Regions from separate parts of the Mus musculus genome. Here regions 1 and 2 are each linked to region 3. The links are chromatin contacts, called in public HiCAR-type and promoter capture Hi-C maps. All regions are on one chromosome and are shown on one strand. Each heading gives the region's core, a stretch centred on a gene start, on an enhancer-like site or on the middle of the called end of the contact. The rest is flanking DNA. Distances are from core to core; before and after follow the strand shown. Region 1 holds the start of Ppid (peptidylprolyl isomerase D (cyclophilin D)). Region 2 holds the start of Fnip2 (folliculin interacting protein 2). Region 3 holds the start of Fstl5 (follistatin-like 5).

The links. Promoter capture Hi-C pulls out the DNA fragments that hold promoters and counts their contacts. HiCAR-type assays count read pairs that join an accessible place to other places.
Region 1: a contact with region 3 is called in a promoter capture Hi-C map of hippocampal neurons, with 4 times the contacts expected there. The contact joins the promoter of Ppid here to the promoter of Fstl5 in region 3. A contact is called at or near these places in 3 of 39 promoter capture datasets (cranial neural crest, hippocampal neurons and pre-B cells).
Region 2: a contact with region 3 is called in a HiCAR-type map of astrocytes, with 2.7 times the contacts expected there. The contact joins the promoter of Fnip2 here to the promoter of Fstl5 in region 3. A contact is called at or near these places in 3 of 39 promoter capture datasets (cranial neural crest, frontonasal cranial neural crest and pre-B cells) and 1 of 115 datasets of contacts at active chromatin or transcription factors (astrocytes).

Annotation. Positions count from the first base shown.
Region 1 is chr3:79,589,562-79,594,027 of GRCm38.p6, reverse strand. It overlaps Ppid (peptidylprolyl isomerase D (cyclophilin D)), which reads right to left and starts at 2,691. Exons shown (of 10, transcript NM_026352.4): 1 at 2,471-2,691; 2 at 278-418. The coding sequence starts at 2,555.
Region 2 is chr3:79,564,953-79,569,394 of GRCm38.p6, reverse strand. It overlaps Fnip2 (folliculin interacting protein 2), which reads left to right and starts at 1,716. Exons shown (of 17, transcript NM_001162999.2): 1 at 1,716-1,886. The coding sequence starts at 1,792. It overlaps 4930589L23Rik (RIKEN cDNA 4930589L23 gene), which reads right to left and starts at 1,203. Exons shown (of 2, transcript NR_152118.1): 1 at 197-1,203.
Region 3 is chr3:76,071,856-76,076,182 of GRCm38.p6, reverse strand. Fstl5 (follistatin-like 5) reads right to left here and starts at 1,622. Exons shown (of 16, transcript NM_178673.4): 1 at 1,209-1,622.

The DNA.
Region 1 (4,466 bases), core at 1,442-3,941, 3.5 Mb before region 3:
GAGCTACCACTTTGTCTAAGTATCCTTCAAGAAATTAACACTCTGAGCTGGGCGTGGTGGCCCACGCCTTTAACCCCAGTACTTGGGGGGCAGAGGCAGGCGGACTTCTGAGTTTAATCCCAGCCTGGTGGACAAAGTGAGTTCCAGGACAGCCAGGGCTACAGAGAAACCCTGTCTCAAAAAAAGAAAAAAAGAAATTAACACTCGCCGTCCCTTCTTAAGAGCAGGACTAATATACATATCAAGCTATTTGGACAGAGGAAGTTTGTATACGTACTTCGGTGGAAAGGGCATCCTTTAAAATGGAGAGGCTTCCCGGTCGTGGACCCAGTTCCTTTTTCTCCTGTACACAACGCACGAAAATTTTCTGCAGTTTTGGGAACAATATCTGCAAACAATTCTAAAACAATTCGGCCAACTGAAGGAAAAGAAAAGGACATCTTGTCAGTGTGCAAACTGAACAGGCAAACCAAACGGAGATAACGAATTACACAACCAGTGGCTAACACCTCATCCAACGTGTCATTCAGTTCTCTTTAACCACGTCACTAACTGGAGTCACAATGCTGTGGACAGATCTTCTGCGCTTACCACTCTTTAAATGAAATTGTGCATCCTTTAACTGCCATCTTCCCAGGCTATGGTACCTATCATGCTACTTCTCTAAGTTCAACTTTTTAAAGAGTCCACAAACGTGAGAGCCTATTGTAGGTTATTTCATGCACCATACTATCCTCTAGAGTTAACTACAAAGTTATAAATAAGATTTCCCTCTTTTAAAGGCCAGTGTTATATTCTACTGTGTATACAGCACGGTGTATGTTCTCATGCTTTGACAGACACTAGATTGGTGCTGTGTGTGTTGGCTACTGTGAATAACGCTGCAGTGCCTCGGGTATGCATACAAACTTCATCTCCCTTGAAAATAAGCCCAAACACGGAACTGTCAGATCCGTGTCACTGTCATCTCATTGTCATTTTTCTACGATTCCTATTTAGTCTAAGGAAAGCTTCGTAGATCTAAACTTGAAACAACACAAGATTATAACTAATTACAGCATCCAGGCGATTAGCTGCCTAGGAAGCACAACATGGTTTAATGTACAAAGGATTTAAAACCCTAAATCACTTAAATAATATTCAGACTTTTAAATTTTTTTATTCTGGGCTGGAGAGATGGCTCAGTGGTTAAGAGCACTGACTGCTCTTCCGAAGGTCCTGAGTTCAAACCCCAGCAACCACATGGTGGCTCACAACCATCTGAAATGAGATCTGATGTCCTCTTCTGAAGGCATCTGAAGACAGCTACAGTGTACTTAGATATAATCATAAATAAATCCTTAAAAAATATTTTTAAAAAAATTTTATTTTATGTGTGAGGCTGAGGCATGTAGTGTGGAGATCATGGGACAATCGCTGGGATTCAGGGTTGGTGGCAGACACCTTTACCTGCTGACCTATCTCAGGGGCCCTGCACTCAGAATTTCTAATCGCTAAGTAACTAACAGAAGACATAGTCCACTCTGTGTTCTATGGAAACTGCCTTTTGTAACCTCTGAAACAGTTCCCTTCTCAAGAATCCAAGAGACAGTTAACAATAAAATCTGTTACAAAACAAAGTGAATGCATATATACCCGTGTGTGTACCCATCCCAGCAGGTCTGGCCTACAACTCTAACATGCTTCAGAAAAGCCCAATTGAGTTACAAAGCAACACGAGGGCTTATGACAGTGTTTCTCAACCTTCTTAATGCTTCCACCCTTTAATATAGTTCCTCATCATAACTGTAAGTTTGCTACTGTTACGATTAGTAATGAAAATATCTGATATGCAACTCGGTGAAATGGTCGTTTAACAACCCACCCTCCAAGGAGTTTCCTCCACCCACCGGTTAAGCCACTGGCTTAGGGCTTCTTAGCTCTGAATCCTAGGTAACCATACAGACATAGTGCTCAATTCCATGATGCCAAAACAGCACAAACGATCGCCTACTTAAACTGCTACTATAATCAGTAATAAGGAAAAAGCACTAAGCACGAAAGTCACTCTAATTTGAAAATGATCTGGTAGCTCCCAATGTAGTTCGTGTACCAAGAGGCACGTGGCGTGTCTTGAGCCCCCCAGGCACATATCCAGGAAGCATACCGAACTATCCACCACTACTCGTCAAATCATTTCACTTTATAGTAAGTAGTGATGCAAAGGTTGCAGGGAAGTGCGATCAAAAAGAGACAAACGATAGGGACGCCACGATCCCTAAAGTAGAAGTAGAAATTTCCAGAAACTTCCACCGGAAGGGAGAGGGCGCAATCTGGACTCGTGGAGGCCAGGGCTCGCTCCGTCTGGGACCTAGGCTGCTATCCCCCTCCGGATCCCAGGCCCCGAGCCGCCGAACAGCCAGCGGGCCAAGGAGAACCGCAGCAGGGAGGCCCCGGGCGAGGGAACCGCTGAGCCGTTCGCGCCGCTCACCTCGCTCCCCGCCGATGTCCACGTCAAAGAAGACTCGCGGGTTCTTGGAGTTGGAGGGCTTGGCTGCCGGGGATGCGTGGGACATCTTCACTGCGGGCACTGGGCAGCGGGACACGAGCACCTCGTGCGCGAGACCGGAGCAAACTCTACTGCCCCTCTACGTTATAACCTGGCAACGCGCGGAAGAGTTACTTCCTGCGCACCGCCGGAAGCTGTACTCTGGTTTCCGGTGGCGCCTTCACCTTCCGGTTTCTGCGCCTGGCCCCTAATGCTTCTCTTTAGGTGGCTGTAGTGGCCGTCGGTTTCTTTTTAGTGTGTGCGCCGTTCCCTGGTGTTTGCTGCATCGCTGGGTGGAGAATTTGGAAACCATCCTAGCCTCGACTCTGCCACGAAATGCCAGTAACTACAACGAAACTTAGTTTACTCGTCTGTAAAATGGGGATAAAAATGCCTCCTCTGAGCAGACATGGTGGCTAGGCGGCACGACCTGAGTCTGATCCCCAGGATCCGTAAGGTGAAAGGAAAGAATGTTATCACCCAGTTGCCATCTGATCTCCACGAGTATGTCGTAGCATGCACACAGAAGCGCACATACATAAATTAATTGGTGCCTTCTTTTTCTTAATGCCTACCTACCTAGGGAAGGCGTTTTGGAAATTAAAGACATAAATTACTTATCAGAATGCCTGACATAAACATGTGGCTTCTAATAAATAACAGATGTCCAGTTACTATTGCCATGTTATTGTCATTTGGCCGTTAAGTTGTAAGTGACCCAGTCTAAAGCAAAGGCTCCAAATGCGCTGATGTTGAGAATCTAAAAGAGGATTTATTTGACTTCTGTTAAAACTAGATATCCTATAATAGTCTGTCTTTTTTTTTTTTTTCTAATGGGCTTGGTGTAAAATACACAACTTAAAGTTGAATGTGGTTATTCAGTACTGAGGAGGTAGAAGCAGGACGATCTATGTGAGTTCCAGGCCAGCCTGAGCTATGCCAGTAAGAATTTAAAAAGTGGCCATCCAGAGACTGTCCCACCTGAGGATTCATCCCATATACAGTCACCAAATCCTGACACTATTGTAGATGCCAAGAAATGCTTGCTGACAGGAGCCTGATATAGCTGTATATAGAGGCCCTGCCAGAGCCTTACAAATACAGAGGCGGATGCTCACAGTCAACCATTGGACTGAGGGGGTTGGGGGTCCCAATTGAGGAGTTAAGGAAAGAATTGAAGGAGCTGAAGGGGTTTGCAACCCCATAGGAAGAACAACAATATCAACCAACAGAGTTCTCAGGCACTAAGCCACCAACCAAGGAGTACACATAGCTCCGGCTACATGTATAGCAGAGAATGCCCTTGTCAGGCAACAATGGGAGGAGAGGTTCTTGATCCTATGAAGGCTGGATAGATGCCCCAATGTAGGGGAATTGAGGGTGGGAGTGAGTGGTGGGTGGAGGAACACCCTCATAGAAGCAGGGGGAGGGGGTGGGATAGGGAGTTTCTGGGAGTGAGAAGCCAGGAAAGGGGATAACATTTTGAAGTGTACATAAAGAAAATATGCAATTTTTAAAAAAGAATAAGAAAGTACATTTAGGACGAGTAGCTTTGGCATAGGCCTGTTATGCCAGTAGTTGATTCCATGCCAGGAGAATCCAAAGTTCAAGTTAGCCTGGGCTAAGTAAAGAGGCACTCACTCCAAAAAGACAAAAAAGGAGGTAAAACATTGTTAAGACTGGCCAGGTGGCACTTATGAGGTAGAAACAGGAAGATGGATAGTCCCAGGTTAGTCAGTACTACAGAACGAGACCTTACCTTTAAAAAATAAATAAATAAACCAGCCCAGGAAAAAAATTAACCAGCCCAAGTTGGTACCCAGCACCTATAATCTCCGCACTAGAGGCAAGAGTATCAGGAGCTAAACACCCAAACAAGCTCGCTCTTCTGTAAGTTGCCTTGTTCATGGTATTTAATCACAGCAACAGGAAAGTAATT
Region 2 (4,442 bases), core at 467-2,966, 3.5 Mb before region 3:
TTTGTGAAATATGTTTGCTTTTAAACGTCTAAATGTCCTCTTTTTTTGTTTGCTTGTTTTGCTTTTTAGCGCTCTCTCTCTCTCTCTGTGTGTGTGTGTGTGTGTGTGTGTGTGTGTGCATGCGCGCGCATTGTGTAACTTTGTGCCTCTGAGTGCAGTGCCCTTGGGCACCAAAAGGGGGAGGACGACTTCTGACCTGGAGTTGGACTTGGTTGTGAGCTTTCTGATCCACTTGCTGGGAAGAGATCTCCAGTCCCGTGCAAACGCAGCTTATGTTTGTAACTGCTGAGCCATGTTTCTCCATCCTTAACTTTCCTTTGATCAAGTCTAAGAAATCTTGGTGGGTCATTTGTTCACCGTCCTCAAATTTGCTGGAGTCAGAGTGGAACTCAAAAGTAACTAACTCTAGCTCTACTACCTACCATCTGAACCACGTTAGAGCTCTAGGCCGCAAAACAGATTAATAAACTGTTTTGAATGTGGTCAGACTCTTCATAACCGCAGGTTCTTTAACGTCTTGCACCACAGCACAATAAATTCTCAGGGGGTCTGAGGCGTGAAAGCACAGGCAAATGAGTCTAAGCACACACTCAGCTTCCCTAAATCAAAGAATCTATTGAGTTTTTTTTTTTTTTTTTTATGTGCCCAATGTGAACACGAACTAGGAAAGCAATCATTTGTGTGTATATGTGGGCTTAACGCACGCACATATGGGCTTAGTACATGCACAGCTTTTGTGTGACTTATGTACCAGTGGGAACCAACACACCAAAAAACCCAAAAAAACCCCAAAAAACAAAAAAAACCAAAACAAAACCCGGTGACCTGAATAAACTGTTTGTAAATTCAAAATTGAGCCTGCTGATTTACTCTGGTTCCGGCAGTTGCTTGCTGGGACCTCAAATGCAGCAGGGGCCAGAATCCCCAGCAGCAACGTCAGGCACTAAAGTTGCTTCTCCAGCTCAGGCCACGTTTTCTGCTAGGGAGTCCTGGACCCGATAAAATGAGGACCAAGTTCAAGGGCTTTTCTTTCCAAAGAACAAAAACCTCCATAGTTGTGCTCTGGAGCTCAGTAGGTCAAGTGTGTGAAGACTCGTGCACCCCGCCCAACTCTCTAGCCCCAGTAAGAGCCCGGCGAGTGATAACTCCGGGCGTACCCCTAGTGATGTCGGCGCAGGGCGGGTAAAGCTGGCCAATGGAGACGTTAGGCCTCTATGCTCCTCCCCCTCCCCCCACACGCCCCGCCCCACTCCTCCCTACGAGCCTCTCCCGGCTCCACTCTCCGCTTCCCTGGCGCTCCTCCTCCATCGCCCACTCCTCTCTCCCACTCCCTTGTATTCCTCCCAACACGTTCCACTCTTCATCGCCTGCGCTCCTCCCAGTCCCTCTTGCTCCTCCCAGTCCCTCGTGCTGCCTTCTGACGCTCCTCCTCCCTCCTCCCGGCGCTCCTCCCCCTCGCTCGTGCACCCCCCTCCCTGCCATCCTCGTGCTCCTCCCCTCCCTCATGCTCTCCCTCCTCTTCTTCCCGTGCTCCTCCCTCTCCCTCGTGCTGCCCTCTCCGCGCTCCTCCTCCCGCGGGAGCGAGCTGTCAGCCGGGCGGGCCGGCTCCGTCATATGACCGGCCGGCGGCCGCGGCGCCGCACCTTCCGTCCGCTGCAGCGGTCCCGCGCTCGCGCCCCTCCGGGCGGCCGCGCCCCCGTCGCCATGGCCCCGCCGCGGCCGCCGTGGGCTGCGCGCTGAGCCGTCGGGTCCCGGAGCGTGGCCGCCCGCCCGGGCCGCCGCGTGCACGCCATGGCCCCGACCCTGCTCCAGAAGCTCTTCAACAAAAGGGGCGGCGGCGCAGCGTCTGCCCAGGCCCGGCCGCCCAAGGAGGAGCCGGCCTTCAGGTGAGCGCGTGCGAGCGGGAGGGAGGCCTCAGGCGGGCTGCATGGAGACCGGACCCCCGCGCCACCCTGTCCCCTCCTCCTGGGCGGGACCCCGCGCCACCCTGTCCCTTCTTCCCAGATCCTCCTGGGAAAGACCCCAGTCTCTCACTCTCCTCTGTCCCGGTCCTCCCGGGTGGGACCCCACGCCTCTCTCGCCCCTCTTTCTGGGTGGGACCCAGCAGCATCCTCTTCCCTCCCTCGCCGGGTTCTCCCAGGTTGGGCTCCTCTTTCCACTTCTTTCAGGGTCTCAGAGCCGCGAACCGCCCTGTCCCTTTTCTACTGCTCCTTCTGGGTGGAACCTCAGCGCCGTCCTCCTTCCTTGCTCTCCAGGTCTCCCCAGGTGGGAGCCCTGCGCCATCCTCTGCCCTCTTTCCTCAGGTGCCCCACAAAATTTCTCCATATGCCCCCGTGTCTGAGCACGTCTGGGACCGGTGTGTACCTTCCAGGGTCTCTGGAGGGAGAGTCACCTGCGTCTCCCCTGCCCCAGAGCCTGTAAGCTGTCATTTTGCAGGCAGCTCCAACCCACTGAGTATGTGACAGTATTTTGAAGTTGGAAAGGGTGAAGCCACGAAAAAAGCAGCTTCTTTCTTGCAGTGTATGACAAGCTCGCCGGCGGATGAATAAAAGTGTGTAATTTCCTCATCAGTTAGAAGGCTGATGCCGCATGATGAGTGGAAAGGGAGGGAAATGCTTTTTATGAAACGTCTCGGGTTCTAATTTAACAAAGCAGAGGCAGATATTTAATAGTTCATCTTCGGAACACATACCTTTGGATTAGCATGTGTTAAGCTGGCTCAAGACCCACAGCTCTAAGTGGCGGCTGGTCTTGCATTTTGAGCTAAGCAATTGGCTCTCAGTAACATCCCTATACTATTCTGCTTTTGAGTGGTAAGTTTCCAAAGATGCTCTCCTGGGTCCTGTACTGTCTCTCAGCACTACTAGTTGAGAAAACATTTTATTTGCCATTTAAGTTTTCATCACTATAAAACAAAACAAAACAAAACAGAAAACTGAACACCTCACACCGATTCAGACCTTCTAGGGATACTTTATGTTCAGAATGTAAGACTTTGAATTTTTTTTAAAAACAAACAAACAAACAAACAAAGGTCTCATTAGTCCAGGCTGGCTTTAAACTCTTGACAATCTTCCTGCCTTAGCTTCTCAAGTTCTGGGAACACCAACATGAAGCATCGCATTTGAAATGAATTTTGATTAAATCTCATCTCCTTTATTGCATAAAAATTCATTCAAAACACATACAAACACATTCCTATAGTTATATAAGATTTTCTTTTATCTTGTATTTCCAGTTTTATGTAGCCCAGGCTAGCTTCGATCAATTGATGACCTGATCGTCCTGTTAGTGCTTCTCAAGTGTAAGATTACAGTAAGCACGTGCTGCCATCCCTGGCTCCAACTTGGAGAGAATGAGACATTAAACAGAATAGCAGCATTTGTGTGTGTGTGTGTGTGTGTGTGTGTGTGTGTGGTGGGAGGTTGGAAGGTAAATTGTGAGGACTGCCTGGATCATGGTCAGTGCATTTCCGTTAGGCAGACTGGACCTGATTCTGTGCCTTCTATTTGTCTGCCTACCCGTGATGCTGTCGTCTAACGTCTCTGAGTTGTAGAATTACTTTGGAGTCAGGACATGTTAATTCTTCTTGGAATCCTAGACTAGACCAAGATTCCTCAGGTGTCTTCTTTGGTGGCCCTTACCAAGGACATTACAGCCATTTGAGTGCCCGTGGAGATGCGTGGTACTTGTCACTGTTTCTTACGTTCCCTGCCTACTTGTCCACCAGCACTCTTCCCTTCCCATGGATAAGGTTAAATTCAGTGTATTTTGAGCAACAGCAACAACAACAAAAAAATGTGGCTATATTTAGGGCTCGGCCATATTAGGAAAATTGATTCCCACTTTGTGAGTACAATATTAGTACCATGTTCTGTCTTCTCATTTGGTGTTTAAGGGAGAAGAAAGTGCAGTCTTTAACTTTTTTTACTGTGCTATACATTTATTTGTATGCGTGTGGGAACACACACTCCAGTTCTACAGCATGCAGGTGGAGGTCGGGGACAACTTTCAGAACCCTGTTTGCTCCTACCTTGTGTTTACCTGGGACGCTAACTCAGGTGATCAGGCAACAGGTACTCTCTCCTGCTGAGCCACCATGATAGCCCCCATGTGCCATCTCTTGTCATTTGTTCACCTCAGATTTTTTGTTTCCCGATAGGCTTTTTGAGGTAGATGTTCCTGAAGGATGTTGAGGCTGCCTCTCTTCCCTTTTTGTCTTATGTAACCCAGGCTGACCTAGAAGTCCAGCTTTGCCTCAGTCCTCATGTGATCAGATGCTGGGGTTACAGATTCACCAACGTGCTGGGCACTTGTGTGACCTCTCTTGTTATCCGGGCTTTCCACTCCTCCTCCTCCTCCTGCAGTGCTTCCCTGTTTGTGGTTCAGAGAGCGAGAGTGGCTCCAGTCCCACACTGTTTCCAGATCTTATCTGTCAGCCG
Region 3 (4,327 bases), core at 373-2,872:
GTGCACAGCTTGGTGAGTTCAGACAGTCAAGTAGGAAGCAGCACTACAGCTCACCTATTCCGATTAACACAAGAATTGTAATGAAACAAGCTTTGACTTTTTCTAGGCACTCTTTCTCCTCCATCTAATGTCACTGAATGCCATGAATGGAGAATCACACCATTTCCCAGACATATCTCATCTGTTTAATACATGTGTGAACAATAGCACTATCTATGGGAACACCAAGTAACTTCCACCATTTAGTGTTTGCTCACTATGAGCAGTCTTGTATGGTGTTTATCCATACCAAGTTCTCCTTTCAAAACACACTCAGATCACACTGCCAAATGACAAAAGGAACATAGCTTCACGTGAAACCTTTTAAGTCAAAAACGTTCTCTGTTAAGCATGCAAGAGGTTAAAGGTTGATGAAATAGCAAGACATCTTCTCAACCCAAGCTTACCTGCCTCACTCAATCACCTAAGCAGTCAACACTATAATGTAAGCTGATACTATATTATTAAATCAGAGTATCTCATTTGCATTCACCTCTGACCTGACGGGCTGGGGAGAGATGACATCTACTAGGAAATAGCAGAACAAGCAGTCCCCAACTTGGAAATTCACAGGACCTTGGGTGTGAAATCCTCACAGACTGAGTTTCACTAGTTTTATTTGCACCCGCTGCACAACAACATATGTAAATGAAGCCAGCCTGGCAGAAATAGCCCTATCCCTTCCGTCTCCCCTCCAAACCATGTTAACAAGCTCAGCACTTTGCAATTCATGTTTCAGACACACAAAATATTATTTATTATGCAAACAGTAGGTCATTCAAATATGCTTTTAAATTAAATGCATTTTAAAGAACTTGGAAATTTTTATCACATCCATACACATATTTGTGGGCTTGATATTGAACAGTTACAAACCCAAGCCACACTACAAGTATTCATCTAAAATATTTACACTGATAAAGCAAGATGTATCATGACATTAAGTTCACAAAAACAGACAGCTCTCAACTTCCTTAACACTTTAATAATCGTGGTCTTCAGTATTATTAGAAGAGCATCTCTATTGTATCAAATTATTAATTTTTATAATTATTTCCAAAGTCCTGTCTCAAATTATAGAAATAAAAATAACTTATTTTTAAATTTTTTCACGGCTGCCTGCATTTCTCACCCACTTGCAATCATTTATAACAATATTCTATTCTTACCTTATTTGAAGTAAAAAACAAAAAAGTCCTCCAAAAAGATTTCTAAATGATGTGAAAATATGAGTCACAGTGTAAAAAAGAAAAAAGAAAAATAATAACGATGAAAAGATCCTCTTAGGTTGGAAAAAAAATCCAAATACTTTGAGTTAGAACTACAGAATCTCCAAAGTCACGCCTGAGTGGGCGCCCAGATTGCAAACATAGGAGTCTCTCCCACGTCCGAGTCGCACTCCTTTGTCAAGTTAAATTGGGTCCTGTGGTGAAGCGGGTCCCACTGGGCACATAGGGTTCCAGTGGGCGTTGCCTCCAGGTGCCCAAGCAGGCGATCCCTTACACCCGGGGTTCAGCACCGACACTCTGTGGACAGCACCAGCTCCGCTCACGTCCAGTTTGTCTCAGTCACTGAACCAGGATGATTCTCGCGCCTCCTCCCTCCGCAAAAGCCAGGCTGCCCGTCAACCCCGGTGTGCCCCGCCCCCACATCTGACGTAACTGTTTTGCATATTAACTCTCCAGGAGGTGAGGGGCGGCCCCTTGGCTGGGCTTCTGATGGGTTCAGCTACCGCAATCCAGAGGACCAGACTCAAGATTAAAATCAGCATTTGGGCATTGGTCGGACTTTATGCTCCATTCGCGGAGCCCAGCAGAAACTATAAAGGCTGCGGCGGTGTCTGCGCCTCCTCCTTCGCTGGGACCGCGGATCCCGGGACTCTGCGACCTCACAGCCCGCTAGGGAGACCAGGCTTCCTAGTATGGGACTGTGAGGTAAAGAACTGCGCACCAAGAAGTCATCCAGTCCTGTCTCATGCATCAGACCCTTTAATCTTCCAGACCAAACTTTCTCTCTCATTTGGTTGTGGGTGGGTACCTGATTCAGACTTCTGCTCCTATATGGGGCTCTTGGAGTGAGGCCCTGCTGCAGAAACTTGACTGGAAAAGAATTAAAAATATCTGAGCGCAGGAAGGGTATTTGAAAGCTTGTAATGCTTGCCACCTCTCCGAAACAGGATTTTTTTTTTTTTTTTTTTGCCATGTGACTGTTTAGTTTATGATAAGCTTCATAGAATTGGAGATGGCAGGATTTTAGAAGCTCATATTAATAATGCTTTGTTTGAAAGTTCTCAGCTTCAACTCTCATCGCCAAACCAAGAAGCTTGTACAGTTTTTATTATGTCCGATACATCACTTGTTCTATGAAAGATGGAACAGGCTGGAAGCAGTGTCACAGCTTTTAGCAGTTCTCTCAGTGTGTATGATCTTCCTTGTCCCAGGATGCTACAAAAAGGACTTTGACAAAGGAAGAGGCCCAGACAGGTCACATCCACAGTGATCTCTGACTTGTGAAGGAAACAAAAACCAAAAAAAACAAAAACAAAAAAAAACAAAAACAAAAACAAAAAACAACCCACCAAAAACAAACAAAAAAACCACTCCAGGTACAGCCCCATACCTTCCACACAAACTTCCTACACCTAGTGTTAATTGAACAGAAAGTAGTATATAAAACTAAGCCCACGATTTTTAATTACATAAAGCTTTTTCATAAAATGTGTATCATTTTTTTTAAAAAACACCTACTATTAAATGTGCTATTTTCCACAGGATTACACGAGTTCTTCATCGTTTTCCAGGAATCTAAGCAAACTTCTCACTGGGACCACTCCTGTGTTCCCAGCAACGTTAATTAGATGATCAACTTGGGTTTCCTGGGAAAGCATCTTTAACAAACAAAGACAATAATTCTCAGATGCAGAGCAATCTGCCATGCTTTGGTCTCCTCTGGCGACTACCAACTTTATGTTAATATATAAATGGCAAATGTTATTTTGAGCTGCTCATTATGTGGACACACATGCGCGTGCGCGTAGATTTATTGTTTCTGTTCCTGGTGCACTTTTAATGACAGTTTTAGAAACCATGGCAGGAAATGAAAGGTAATTCATGGGAGCAGGTGGGTATTGTCAATTACAATTACAACAAAGCCAGTTGAATAGCCTGCCCTTAGGCTGGCGGTGGAAAGAGAAATAACCCAGGCATTGCTTTGATGTCCTCATGCTATGCCGTCAGAGAAGATTTGATAGTTTACTGCAGAAATACATAAGACATTTTTATATAGTCTTGTAAGAATGCAAGAAAACCTATGGCAATTATTTAATCAGCGTTAATTTTCAGTTCACTCCAGTAATAAGACATTAAGGGTAGGAATCCAAATGAGGCAATCATACAATTATTCAAAGTCTAAAAAGGGTGGACTGGGAAGCTTCCAAATACAAAGGTGGGATGCTAATTGTTTTCTCATCATCTCTAAAAAGAACAGAAGAGAGCAAAGGAGAGAGAAATGAGAGAAAGAGCAATAGGAAGTAGAGCAATTCTGACAGACATGCCCAGAAACACATACACCAAACAGGCATCATGGGCTCTAATGCATCCTCCACTGGAGTAGCCAGGGTTGGGGGGCGGGGGAGGGGGAGGGGGCGGGGGAGGGGGCGGAGGGGGGCGGGGGAGGGGGAGGGGGAGGGGGCGGAGGGGGGTAGGGGAGGGGGCGGAGGGGGGGGCGGGGGAAGGGGGCGGTGTTTGTTTACATTCTTTAATGTCCTAATGAAATATGGTGACTTTCAAATTATTCTGACCCCTTTGTGACTTCCTGTATTTGTATGATTTGAATTTTGTGACATATCTGGGGTTTTGTTGTTGTTGTTGTTGACATAGAATATAAATAAAAACATCTGAAATTTCTCTTTTAACGTCTACAATTCTTTAAAGTACAAAACTTCATGAAGTTTTCGCTGAGTATGATGATTTTGCATCTGTCTACTATACTTGTGAAAAGAAATCTCAGTACAAACAGGCTGGGAGATGAGGCGAGGGCAAGAGGAAATTGAATGAAGTACCCTATGAGAAGGGAGGGATGGTTCATCTACCCAGGAAAAACTAAGAAAATATAGACTGGAGGCCCCCGTCTAGTCATTGTTTATGCAAGCATATTAATAGTATGTATGGGTACACGTGGTCATGATGAAGCTCAATGTGAGTTCAGATAACTTTTGACTCCCGAATGTCATATTATTTCATTTTCAAATTATAATTATTTTATTGTATATAATATCCCAAAATTCTAA